Linked DNA regions of Mus musculus: region 1 is linked to region 2. A link is a contact called in public promoter capture Hi-C data. All regions are on one chromosome and are shown on one strand. The core of a region is the stretch at or near the end of the contact, and the rest is flanking DNA. Distances in the headings are between cores, read along the strand shown.

Region 1 (7,189 bases), core at 3,316-5,815, 85 kb after region 2:
TCCTTGATAATAAATGGTATGGCCCGGATCCTATTTTGATAAGATCCAGGGGAGCTATCTGTGTTTTCCCACAGAATGAAGACAACCCATTTTGGATACCAGAAAGACTCACCCGAAAAATCCAGACTGACCAAGGGAATACTAATGTCCCTCGTCTTGGTGATGTCCAGGGCGTCAATAATAAAAAGAGAGCAGCGTTGGGGGATAATGTCGACATTTCCACTCCCAATGACGGTGATGTATAATGCTCAAGTATTCTCCTGCTTTTTTACCACTAACTGGGAACTGGGTTTGGCCTTGATTCAGACAGCCTTGGCTCTGTCTGGACAGGTCCAGACGACTGACACCATTAACACTTTGTCAGCCTCAGTGACTACAGTCATAGATAAACAGGCCTCAGCTAATGTCAAGATACAGAGAGGTCTCATGCTGGTTAATCAACTCATAGATCTTGTCCAGATACAACTAGATGTATTATGACAAATAACTCAGCTGGGGTGTAAACAAAAGTTTCCGAGATTGTGTGTTACTTCCATTCAGTATGAGAAATTTACTAGGACAGCTAATTTGTCAAAAAGTCTTTTTCAGTATATGTTACAGAATTGGACGGCTGAATTTGAACAGATCCTTCGGGAATTGAGACTTCAGGTCAACTCCACGCGCTTGGACCTGTCCCTGACCAAAGGATTACCCAATTGGATCTCCTCAGCATTTTCTTTCTTTAAAGAATGGGTGGGATTGATATTATTTGGAGATACACTTTGCTGTGGATTAGTGTTGCTTCTTTGATTGGTCTGTAAGCTTAAGGCCCAAACTAGGAGAGACAAGGTGGTTATTGCCCAGGCGCTTGCAGGACTAGAACATGGAGCTTCCCCTGATATATCTATGCTTAGGCAATAGGTCGCTGGCCACTCAGCTCTTACATCTCACGAGGCTAGACTCATTGCACGGGATAGAGTGAGTGTGCTTCAGCAGCCCGAGAGAGTTGCACGGCTAAGCACTGCAGTAGAAAGGCTCTGCGGCATATATGAGCCTATTCTAGGGAGACACGTCATCTTTCATGAAGGTTCAGTGTCCTAGTTCCCTTCCCCCAGGAAAAACGACACGGGAGCAGGTCAGGGTTGCTCTGGGTAAAAGCCTGTGAGCCTAAGAGCTAATCCTGTACATGGCTCCTTTACCTACACACTGGGGATTTGACCTCTATCTCCACTCTCATTAGTTGGGTGGCCTATTTGCTCTTATTAAAAGGAAAGGGGGAGATGTTGGGAGCCGCCCCCACATTCGCCGTCACAAGATGGCGCTGACATCCTGTGTTCTAAGTGGTAAACAAATAATCTGCGCATGTGCCAAGGGTATTTTACGACTACTTGTACTCTGCCTTTCCCGTGAACGTCAGCTCGGCCATGGGCTACAACCAATCAGGGAGTGATGCGTCCTAAGCGAAGAATAACTCCTCCTTAAAGGGGACGGGGTTTTCCGCCATTCTCTCTCTCTCTCTCTCTCGCTGGCATCTCTCTGGCTCTGCGCGCCCTGCGCTCGCTCGCTGCCTAAAGATGTAAACAATAGAGCGCGCTCTGCGCCCCGGCGCGCCGGAGCTCTGGCTCCTAAAGATGTAAGAAGGGGGCTTTCGTTTTTGGGGTTTGGGGTTTTTGCACTCCTGCTCCTGAAGATGTAAGCAATAAAGTTTTGCCGCAGAAGATTTTGGTTTGTTGCGTCTTTCCTGGCCGGTCGCGTGAGAACGCTATTAAGACTAAGGACCCGATGTAAGGATATCCCCCAAAGGAGGTGGCCTCACCACAGAAAAAGAACCCACAAAGGGGAGAGATGAAACCCTCAGAAGAATTTTTTGTGCGTGCAATGTATAGAAAGTGTTGCCTTAAGCCATTTCTTTTCTTTGCAGACCGAGCTACAACAGACTTCCTACCAGCAGCCTTGAACACCTGACTGCTGAGCATCCAGAATAGGAGAGTGGCTCTACTTTTAATGGTCATGAAGTGGACAGGAAAGATGTGACCCTTCCTTTTAAGCAGTCTACAATCTGCTTGGGAACAACACCAATAGGAGGGCCAGGAATAGCATTAGGCAGACCTAAATGTGTCGTCTCAGGGACAAGGATCATGGGACCCAAAGGACACTATGTACATAAGTGTAGGCGCCCTCCGGAGAGGAGCCAAGGTAAGCTCATCCAACAGAGAGGAGGAGGCGCTGAGTGTTGTAACACAGAGCTATGAGAAGGCACAGTGACAGACTTGGATAGAGCACATTTGACTTAGGTTCAATTTAAATGGAAACATGTCATTTCTACAGCTGGCTTATATCACAAGTGGGATTTGACTCTCGCTGCCCAGTGCATTGCAAAAGCTTACAACTGTCTAAGATTTTATGGTGCTTCTACTCTGCAAGCCTTTTTATTTCTAGAGCAGTTCTAAGTTGGAAAAACAGCAGAGGAAGAAGAGAAAGAGGAAAAGAAGATGATGAAAATGAAGGAGAAAAAAAATCACTGTAAAGTAATAGGGTGCCTGCTATGACAGAGATAAGACTCACAAAGGATAACACACACAAATATGCACACACTGCATATCACACATCTACACACCATACCTCACACACACACCACACCCATACATGCACACACACATGTACAGTCCCACACATCACACACATACACACATCATACTCCAGACAAACACCCATACATACATGCACCCTCACACACATACACATGCCCACACTACACACATATCCACACACCACACATCCATACAGGCACACACTACACACAACCATGCACACACACAACCATACACACACAGCCATACACACACACACAACTCCGCACAGCTACACACATACCACACACCTTCACACACACACACACACACACACACACACACACACACACACACACACCACACCAATAGAGACACATAGACACACATGAAAACAAGAAGAATGACCAATGGATTAGAGACAAGAGGTATAATCTGGAATGTTGCAGATAGCTCATAAAGAGGAAATTCACAAAGAAAATGCCCAGAGATGGACAGAGAGTCCAATAAAAGAAAACCAAGGCATAGTAGATAAATTCTAATCACCATGAACACTGCTTTAAGACTGGTAGGCTGCTAGAATTCTAAAGCTTTGATTCACTATCAACTCTACAGATTTGTTCTCTGTTCATTTTGATTCTCCCATAACCAATCGCAAGTTTCATCATAAGCAGAAGGATGGGGAAGGACCAGAATACTTTATTACAGATTAAACTCAGGAGGTTTACAGTGAGATGAGCCATAGAGTCACGTGGGGCCCTGAAGCTAAGAATAGAGAGGTCTGTGTGGGTGTGGTTCTACCTCTGTGTAGGTTCCAGTGGTTACGGTGGAGTTCGTCCCTTTAACAATCCTCTGCCTTTCAGAGTGAGGATAGTAACGTATATCCTTCTCCGAATCATTTTTGAGAATCAAATGCAGAATATATCTGAAAGTGGCTTCAGTGAAGGGAAGCTTTTTCAGGCTAAATCAAGTAGAGACTGTTAACGGGGATTGTCATTAGGAAGTAATGCCTGGGCAGCATAATCCAAGTCTTTAAGTCTTGGTTCTAAAGCATTGATAGGCTCATTTAAAGTTGCCAGACAATTAGTGTTTAATGGCCCGGTGATTACTGTAGAAGAAGACTTCATAGGAGCTTCTTCAGATGGGTAGATTGTGAGCTCTGTCACAGCCCTCCATCATCCATGCCTTAGTGTGTGGGGGATAATGGTGAAACTGGATTCCTCCAGGTTTGCTTAACTCAGGCAAGTTACTCCATTTGCCTACAGTGGCGTAGGCAGCAAATTAATTTGGCTAAGACCGTAAACCAGGGGGCAGGGCTGCTTTTATTAGGTGCCAGCCATAGAAGATAATTTTCTAGGCATCAAAGACCATCGGCAGACATCTAAACACCACGATTAGAGTTGGATTATTATTGTGACTTTAGGGATGCATAGTAATGTATGCTAAGATTTTTGGCAAAGCACAGAAATAAAAGGTAATTGGCATGTGATAGTAACAATTAGGTTTTATCTGACCATGTGCATTCTACTCTAAACCTCAGAACACAGGATTAAGTCTTAATTTGACTGATCATAGGTAGGGAAAACATAATCTTCATGCTACACCAATATTTATTGAGTCCCTTCTGGGTCTTAGGCACAGGGGTCCACAGTCCTCATGCCACCAATATTTATTGAGTCCCTTCTGGGTCTTAGGTACAGGGGTCCACAGTCCTCATGTCAAATTTGCAGCCTCCAGACCATGACAGTGTGAATCTCAGATAGTAATTCCCTTTTTAAAAATTCATAACCTTTCCATAACTATATGTTATACTAGGTTGCATGCTGTTTTTGTTGTTACACACATTAGGAGCTCACACATTTGTGAATTTGGAGTTGGCAGGAGTCAGACAGGGAAAATAGAACCGCTGTTCTCACATTAGAAGCATCTGAAACTTGTCTGACTTGTTTGGGCTCCAACCCTTTGCTAAATAGGATGTGTTTTCTTTGGCTAAAAACATAATGACATAATTTCATTTCCCCTACCACAGGCCTTGTCTGGGCTTGTGTGTCACATGCCCCGGTATAAAAGCCTCTCTGTGTCCAGCACCATGCAATGGCTAAGAAATGGAAGTTTCATAATCATTTTCTGGCACTTACTTTTGCCCAGCTTCTCCTTGGCCTGCACAAGGTCCATATTTATAAGCATATACTAAGCGAGGGATGAAGTCGGATGTTATTGCTATGACAAATGCATTTGTAATAACAGACAGAATCCCAATGCCTTCGAGAATTCCATACCAAATTCCTGTTCAAAGAGAAGGGTGGTGTTAGTTCCTCCAGGCGTAGTGAGAATGAAAACAGCAAGATGAATCCACCTGTGAAAGTCCTTTTTCATCTTTCCAAATGCCTCTGGCAACAAGGCATTATTCTCTGTGTTTCCAAACTGTTTGGAATGGAAGGAATTTCTGTAGGTGTGTGCATATACCAATGTACTCATGGCTTGGGGTCAGCATCAGTCAAAGAAGTCTAGCTGCCCAGTCATTCATGTGCCATCTGATAAGATCGGTACACAGTGTCAAGGCCTAGCAGACTGGACACTCCTCAGTGGTAATGGCTAGGTCTCCTCTGCTCACCTTTGCAGACTGTCTCTGATGTGCTGGCACAAGCCGATGCCCAGTGAGTAAACACTTGCTTCCTTTGGACAGTAAGAGGCTACTCTGAGCAAAACGTTTGCATCCAGGTCTTAGCTACGCTCACTGGCTAGTGCCTCGCTGCCTTGTTCTCAGGACTGGATGCAGGCATGTATCAGACAGTCTCTATTCCAGCGGCTCTCGAGAGTGCTACATCTCGTGCAGAGCAGTGCTGCATCATAACCCAAAGATCATCAAATCATATCAACATAAACACTAAGAAATACAAACTGAAAACACCCCAGGATAAAGGATAGCACTTCTTCATGGTAGAATTAATGAATAAACAGAGGAGGAATGGAGATGATGGAAAGCCACCATTAATTGACTCAGTAGTTTTAGCCAAAGCTCAAAGCCCATCTCTGCCATTAGAGAAGCTAGGTTTTGCTTCATGTAAGGAAAACACTGAGAAAAATGGGGGTATGGTGGGATGGAAGCAAATAGATCTGTTTTTAAAAGTTATGAACCAATACTTTAGATTCTGAAGTCTTATAGCAGAAATGACCAAGCTAAGAATCTATTTAAGCACAAATTCATGAAGCACTGGAAATCTAAAGCAATCAGTCTGAATAGGTGGCTTTATTTCTTGCACAATATTATTTAAAACCAGTATAGTTGTTTTTTTCTTCAGAAATTAGCCGAATCAGCTCTCATGAAACCTTGAGGATTTCTAAAGTGTGTGGCTTTTAATTTTTTTTAGTATGTATACATGTATGTATGTATGTATGTATGTATGTATGTATGTATGTATTGAGACAGGGTCTTACTATGTAGCCCTGGTGGGCCCGGAACTCAATATGTATACCATGCAGGCTTTGAACTCACAGAGACACACCTGCGAGTGTCTCTCCAGTGCTGGGATCAAAGGTGTGTACCACTGGATCAGGCAAGCTTTAACATTTTTCTACAAGTTGTTTGATATTTTCAAAAGAGCCTACCTATGTCTTTGGCTCTCGAAGCCAAAGGCCTTCTCCACTGAGTAACAAACTTATAAGCATCAAGTCGGATTTCAATGATGTTATTCAGTAAGGCCAGAAGCGGTGCTAGAGGAAAAGCTGCCACAAAGATCGTTGTGAATCCGAACTGAAGGACTAGGGAGGAAAAGGGAGAAAATGAATAATGTTAGTTTCCCATGGTTGTTTCAAAGAGACAGTAACCCAGATGTATCATTACATCAAGTCATATTTTGGGGTCTATCCCATGTACAGTCACGAAACCTCGACAGTATTACTGAGGCTATGTTATGCTTGCAGGCTAGCATGTCTATCCCCTGAGAGGCTCTACCAGCAGCTGACTGGGACAAATGCAGATACTTCCAGCCAAGCTTTAGACTGAGGTAGGGGACCCCTATGGAAGAGTTAGGGGAAGGATTGAAGGAGCTGAAGGGGATTGCAATTCAGTAGGAAAAACAACAGTATCAACTAACCTGGACCCCTCAGAGCTCCCAGAGACAAAGCCACCAACCAAAGAGTATATATGGACTGGTCTGCCCCCCCCATACCCCCATGTAGCAGAGGATGTGCCTAATTCTGTAGAAATGTGATGGGTCACCCAGGTTTTGAAGGCATGAAGGGGTCATGCAGAGCAGCTAAGGTTTGGCACTGTGAGAGACCATGAAAGGCCATTGGCGAAGGTGCAGCCTCAGTTGCAATTGATGGCCCAGGACTGAAAGGGTCATGCAAAGGAGTTGAGGCTTGGCACCATGAAGAGAGCCTATGAGAGGCTATTGGTGAAACCTAGTTACAGTGGAAGACAGCAGCGTTTTGGAGATGCCAGTACCATGAGATGACCACCAAGCACAGCAGCAACAGTGAAGTACAGGCAGCTGGAGCCTAGAAGTGTGTGCTACAAAGGGCATGGCTGGAGAAGTGACCCAAGCCCTTGGAGGAGCCCAGAAGATCATGAATTGGATCCCAGACATTGGACAGTTGGAGTTTAATTTTTGCTTTTGATTGTGACTGTGCCCTGA
Region 2 (6,627 bases), core at 53-2,552:
GGGCTGGGCTGAAGGCATCTGATTCCTGCAGGTAAGTCACAAAGGTGTATGAAATTGGACTAGGACAGTTTAAAATTTATAGCAGGCTGGATACACTTGGCTGGAGGGGATACTTCAGAAGGAAACTGAGAGAGAGAATCATGGTACTGTGTGTCACATGTACTGATAGTAATATTTCAAATAAGATACTTAAAACATGTTCTGAGCAGAAGACATAATCTCAGGGTCTAGAGAGGTGGCTCATTGGTTAAGAGTACTGGCTGTGTTTCCAGAGGACCTGGAATGAATTCCCAGCATCCATGATGGCTCAAAACTGTCTGTAATTCCAGGCAATCTGATGCCCCCTTCTGGCCTCCACTGGCACAGCATGCACAAGGTGCGAAGACATACACGGAGGCAAAGCACCCATACACATAAAATAAAAATAAATAGGAATCTTTAGAAAAGCGTCACAGAACGTTTGTGTTTAAGTGAGTTTGTTTAAGCGTAACATTAGTGTCTACCGGCAACACAGGATCTGGGTTAAAAGCCTTTGATGCCACCATTTCCTTGGGTAAGTGAGTTATCTTTTCTCCTATCCTCTCTTCCTCTCTTTCTCTTTCTCACTCCACTTCCTTCCCTGCCTCTATCAGTGAAGCCTCTCTCAGTTCTTGCTGGCCCTGAACTTGAACTTGCAGCACAGCTAAGGATGACCTTCCTGTTTGCACCTCCCAAGTGTCTCCATGGCTATCGACTTCACATCCGTGAAACATTTTTCCTTCTTAGAAAAATGGAGACAACTCCTAACTTAGGAATTGCATACTCGCTAGTGTAAAAGGCATTAGTTACATCTGTTTTTGTTTTTGAAACCTAATCTCATTAGAGAATAGCGGCTGTCATTGCTACTGCAGGCTATAGAAAGGGATTAGAAAGACTATAAGGGATCAGAAATGTTTGTTGAGTGAAAACGCAAGCAACCCACAGCACAGCCTTCTTTGTCTCCTTTATAGTAGCTCGCCGGTCTAACCACTACGATCTCAGTTACCGCAGTTGTCACTCCCACCATCCATTAATCTGTCTGTCAAGTGATGATGAGCTTCAAACTCAAAGCGTACCTTCCAGCGAGGACCTGGACTGTGAACTGGAAAGCGTGCCAACTGCCCTTCGATCCGCCCCCACCGCCCCAAACACACACCCATCACCTGCATGTTTAAATGGTGCGTCCCAGCCGCTGTCACTTAATAAAACTTGCGCAGAGCGCGCCCTGTGGATTCGCTGGACGCGGCGGGAGGTTCCAGTGCTCCCCCGCCCCAGAGTCGCTGGTGCCTAGGCAGTCGCAGTTGGGCCACCCGGGGCCACACCTGGTGAGCGCTCAGCGCTGCCGGCGCGACTTCTCCGGGTCCCAGGGTGTCAGGGGCGCAGCTGGTGACAGGGGTTTCCCTGATCCGGTGATTGGCAACAGGTATTTAGGCTCCTACTTTCTGGAGGATCCACACCTGCAGGACGTACCTGATCTCCGCGGGACGCCACGTCTGCCTCCACAGGGAGAAAAAAATCGAGCGTCGGCCCGAGGCTAAAACCACCTGTGCTGCTCCTGCCACCACCGTGCACTCTGGGCGCAGGTCACCGAGGGGGACCATGGACGCGTCGCGGGACATCGGCAGTTTTGTGGTGTGGGACTACGTGGTGTTCGCAGGCATGCTGCTCATCTCGGCGGCTATAGGCATCTATTACGCCTTCGCGGGGGGCGGCCAGCAGACCTCCAAGGACTTTCTTATGGGCGGTCGCAGTATGTCCGCCGTGCCTGTGGCTCTGTCCCTCACCGCCAGCTTCATGTCCGCTGTCACTGTCCTGGGCACTCCTGCCGAGGTCTACCGTTTTGGGGCGATATTCAGCATCTTTGTCATCACCTACTTTTTTGTAGTGGTTATCAGCGCGGAGGTCTTCCTTCCAGTGTTCTATAGGCTGGGGATCACCAGCACCTACGAGGTGAGAGGTGGGGCTCCAGGCTCGGGGAGGCTTGCTTGCATTTTCAGGCTCCAGAAGAGAATTTCTGGGTGCAAGCTGTTTCTGCCATATGGAAATCTCTCCTTGTGGGTGCATATCGGATTACCCCCACCCTGTGTGCCCCATAGAGACATGCGGCTTCTAAGAGGAATAGATCCTTGGGATTTCTTGGTGTGGGTTTTTTTGTTTTGTTTTGTTTTGTTTTTTTTGGTGTTTTTGGTGTTTTTGGTGTTTTTTTTTTTTTTTTTTGTTTTGTTTTGTTTTTTCTCAGATCCAAAGCAAACCAGGTAAAATGGACAAGTGTTCGCTAGAGTCTTTCCAGACTTTATAAAGCTTTAAAACGTGTGTGTGTGTGTGTGTGTGTGTGTGTGTGTGTGTGTGTCCACCTTAGTGGTTAGGATGTAGCTCTTGTTCCAGAGCTTGCCTTGAAACCAAATTCCACCACTTGTGAATGACCTTGGGCATTTACTTAACCTTTTGTACTGATATCTTCATCTGGCAACTTCATTGTGGAGAGAATTAAATGCGCTGATGCGGGTGTTCCTTTTAGACTAGAGCCTAGCACAGAGTATATGTTGGTTAAGAGCTGACTGTAACTACTGTGGCCGAAGTTATCCTAAGATGGCAAAAAAAAAAAAAAAAAAAAAGAAGCAGCAATGTTCTTAAACAGCACTGCTTGCTGCCTCCCTATGGAAAGTTCACGCAGGGTACCCACACTTCATCTGTTGCTGTGTTCCTCTGGATGTCCATTTCAAAAGTTGTTCTCAGGACAAGGCTTTTTGAGGATGAAGAGTGTTTGGTTTGGTTCCACTTAAAGAGATGTCAAAGGTGTGTGCGCTGTGTCCCTGGTTTTTGTTTGTTTGTTTGTTTGTTTGTTTGTTTTAAAGCTCAGCCTCTCCAGGTATGCCCTTCACTCAGCCTTTGACCTGCTAGTTTCACACACAAGTTCCCATAGCACCTAGGTTACCAACCAGGGAGCTAGGCACCTCAGCTTCTTGGCCCTTCAGGTCCATTTCCCTGAAGCTCAGGGTTGCTGGAAGGTGGTTTCACAATGAGGCTGGTTCAGTCTGTGCTGGGCACCTGCTTCATTGGCATGGCAAGTGTTGGTGGCAAACTCTGTCTATGTGCTGCAGATGCCATCCAAGTCTAGGCTTGTCCGAGACTGAATTGTCTTCTAACTGTGGTCACTGTGTTTATGGAAGCTTAGTCTTCACCCTGGGTGTGAGAAGAAGATTTCTCTTTGTAAAAGGGAGGTGACAAACTGGCTGGCCCAGGCCAAATTCAGTTCTCGCTGCTGTCTTACGTTGTTTTTTTTTTTTTTCAAAACATTCATAATAAGCCGTGGTTATTTTGTTTAAGGAATTATTAATTTAAGAACTCACCAGTGAGGACAGCAGATGAAATCTTAAAAAACTTTTGAAAACTCAGAAGGTTGGTGACATTGTGCTCACATTTCCTGTGGCCAATAAGTCTCCAGCAATAGTCACTGATCTTGCTTGGCTAATGCCTATACTGAGGCTTTTGTGTGTGTATGTGTGTGTGTGTGTGTGTGTGTGTGTGTGTGTGTGTGTTGGTATTCTCATGGTGGAGAAATCCTTACCTACCTACGTGTCTTTATAAAAAGTGTATGGAAGATGGTTAGCACTGAAGGGGCCCTTGATCAATGGGTTATGTGGCAGAACATATTTCTTGGTGGATATGAAGACTATCCCAGCATCTTAAGATGTGAACTCCTGGCTCTTGTCATTCACGTGTGTTCTCAGGTGGGCTATGTAGGTACTGAAGTCTGTGAGCTCTGACCTGTAGCTAACCAACTCCAAAACTTAGAAAATGGCTTGAATAACCTGGTAAGAGGACTCCAGCCCTGCTAGGAGAACACTGCTCCCTGAACCACTGACCCATGCCTCTTTGGGGCTAACATTAACTCAACCAGAAAGAGACTTCTGAGTTTCTAGTGACAGAAGTTAAGTTAGCAAGGATTCTGGCTAAGAATAGCCAAAAAAGCTAATGTTTATTGAATGTTTATAATTCATGCCAGGCACCAGGCTGCATACATATTATCTAACTCAATACAGCACAATTCGTGTAAGGAGATGCTTACAGCTCTGTTTTCCAGATGAAAAAGCTCAGAGTAAGTTAATCCAGAGTGGGAAAGGAATAAGAATCCATGCCAAACAACTTACTGATGGCTTCCAAAGGCTCTAGTGAGTTGGTTATAACCCTAAGCATTGCAGAGAGAACCGAGGATGTCATACAGGACCTTTGAACTTATAATCACGCTGTACACATCCAGCTAAGGGTATCAGGCAGTCAGGGAGAAGGGAGCTTGCTGTGCCTCTGTTAAGTTAATTAGTCATGGCAGAGGATGTCTTGGGGTAAGGCTTTGTGGTCCTGTGTTGAGGACTGAGTCATTAATGGTAACCTACACATTCTTGCCCAAATATGAATTATTTCTACATTTCTATGTCTACAGCCCAATTTGGTTGACTACAACATTTTTACTCTACCATTGTTGTCAACATATAGATGATAGGCATTTAACAATGTCCAGACTCACAGGTTGGCAGGAAGCCTAGTCAGGAATCCAGTGCAATTAATAATTTCTTTGGGATCTCCCAGGCTCTCCTTTAGTTACTTTATTATGTGTATCAACTGAAACCTTCACATCTCTAAGTTAATCTGAATTCCAAGGACTATGAAAGACCTCTGTTCAGTGTAGGTATCTATTATTCGGTAGTTTTGCTTGCAAACTCTAGATCTGTTCCCTAAGCCTACTCCAACGGGACTGGGGCTTCTGCTTAGGTTCTTTTTTTTGTTGTTGTTGTTATTTTGAGACAGGGTTTCTCTGCGTAGCCCTGGCTGTCCTGGAACTCACTTTGTAGACCAGGCTGGCCTCGAATTCAGAAATCCACCTGCCTCTGCCTCTGCCTCTGCCTCCCAAGTGCCGGGATTAAAGGCGTGTGCCACCACCGCCCATCTTCTTAGGTTCTTAAATAATCCTCTGAAGTCTAGTAAAGGACCCATGGCTTCCTGTTTCTGTCTTCAGTTGACTCTGTGTGTGAGTGTAAACATATTGTTTAGTTGATCTTTGGGACAATAATAAATGTAAAAAGTGTCAAGTTATTTGGTTCGATTTGTTATATTTTCTTTTTTCTGTCATGGTCTCTTAAGCTTTATGTAGTCTCTAGCCATTGGGTAGATGTACCTAGAAAAGGCAAAAAACTATTGGGGCATGCCATTAATCCAAGCACTTGTGAGGCAGGGGCAGATGAATCTCTGTGTCTTTCAGGCTACTCTGGGCTAAATAGTGAGTTCTAGGATAGCTAAAGCTACAAAAGACTTCTGTATCTATCACGTCCACTCATATGTAGTGCAGATTTACTTAAGAGAACTCCAGAACTAACACGACTGTTTCTAGTTTTCAGAAATGTCTCCACTTTCCAAAGTAGCCCTATGTGATTTTGATATACATAATTTACAAAGTCCTTGGCTTTCAATTCCACTACTCTTAGCATCAAAGCTCTGAAAAGTTTACATCTTCTTATCTATATCATTGAATACCTTCCCTTGCAAAATCAAAGAGAAAGAATTGCTCCTGGGATCCTCATTTTAAACACAAGGAAGCTGAGATAGAGAGAGTGGTAGCCTCAAACTCATGAATCAGGCTTGGGACTGCTCAGGGGCTGCTATTCACTTTTTGAGTCTTAAACTCATGGCTAGATTATTTTCTTTTTATTTATGTAGTTATAGGCACAGATTCTGCATATCAAAGTTTGTAAGTTTATATATCACATCCCTGAAAACAGACTACAGTCTTCTCTGAGTACCAGCATCCTCATCTCTAACATAGTGCCTGCTTCACAGAGTGACCAAGTATGCCAGATATGTTAGTTGTGACTATGCAGCAAAAATACCCATATGTCTTTCCATTGATGATTAGCTAATGTCAATTTCTCCTCCTTCTGCTTCTCCTGTTGATTCTGTCTCTTCTTTTATACAGCAAGACTCCTAGCCATTGACTTCTTTCTACATGTACTAATAATACGCAAGTTAGATAATATCTTGTCCTTCAGCTCAGAAATTCTGATTCTGACTGTAATATATTATTATCTATTATACAACACAGGAAATAAGTAGACCATACTATAAGCTATAGTAGATTCTGAGGAGAGTTGTAAAGATTGGCTGGGTCTTGACTCTAAACAGAAGCTAACCTGACACTCAAGAGTCTGGGGCAGAAGGATGGGAAATGGAGGACAGCCTGGGCTACACAGTGAAACCCCATTTCAAAAAGGAAAGCAAAAACCAAACCAACAAACTGATCTGGGTCACCAGAAATGATGGCTTACACATGTAATTCACCTGGAAAGAACATGCAGAAGGATGAGAAGAGCAAAGAGCCTGGTCTTTATAGGCAGACGTTGTCCCAGGGACAGAACAAAACAAGACAAAGCAACACTGAAAACTTGACTTCAATGATGTAAGTTAAATCTATATATACACTTACACATACATACACACACTCAGACATACACATGCTTACACACACACACACACACACACACGTATACTTACACACATACACATGCTCTCACAATACAGACACATACACAAACATGCACACACACATACTTATACATA

Evidence for each region. Promoter capture Hi-C pulls out the DNA fragments that hold promoters and counts their contacts.
Region 1: a promoter capture Hi-C map of trophoblast stem cells shows a contact between it and region 2, with 2.6 times the contacts expected there. The contact joins the enhancer-like site here to the promoter of Slc5a8 in region 2. A contact is called at or near these places in 1 of 39 promoter capture datasets (trophoblast stem cells), 6 of 484 Hi-C or Micro-C datasets (embryonic stem cells, epidermal suprabasal cells and nephron progenitors), 1 of 115 datasets of contacts at active chromatin or transcription factors (embryonic stem cells) and 1 of 9 other capture datasets (embryonic stem cells).

What each region holds. Positions count from the first base shown.
Region 1 is chr10:88,966,581-88,973,769 of GRCm38.p6, forward strand. Ano4 (anoctamin 4) reads right to left here. Exons shown (of 28, transcript NM_001277188.1): 23 at 6,159-6,311; 24 at 4,688-4,835. Among named protein-coding and RNA genes, the nearest start is that of Slc5a8, 84 kb to the left of the region's middle. Within about 2 kb of position 4,566, at least 35 of the 459 cell types and tissues checked have an H3K27ac peak or open chromatin away from gene starts, as enhancers often do. A contact at or near this core is called in trophoblast stem cells, where this site is marked.
Region 2 is chr10:88,884,690-88,891,316 of GRCm38.p6, forward strand. It overlaps Slc5a8 (solute carrier family 5 (iodide transporter), member 8), which reads left to right and starts at 1,303. Exons shown (of 15, transcript NM_145423.2): 1 at 1,303-1,968. The coding sequence starts at 1,618.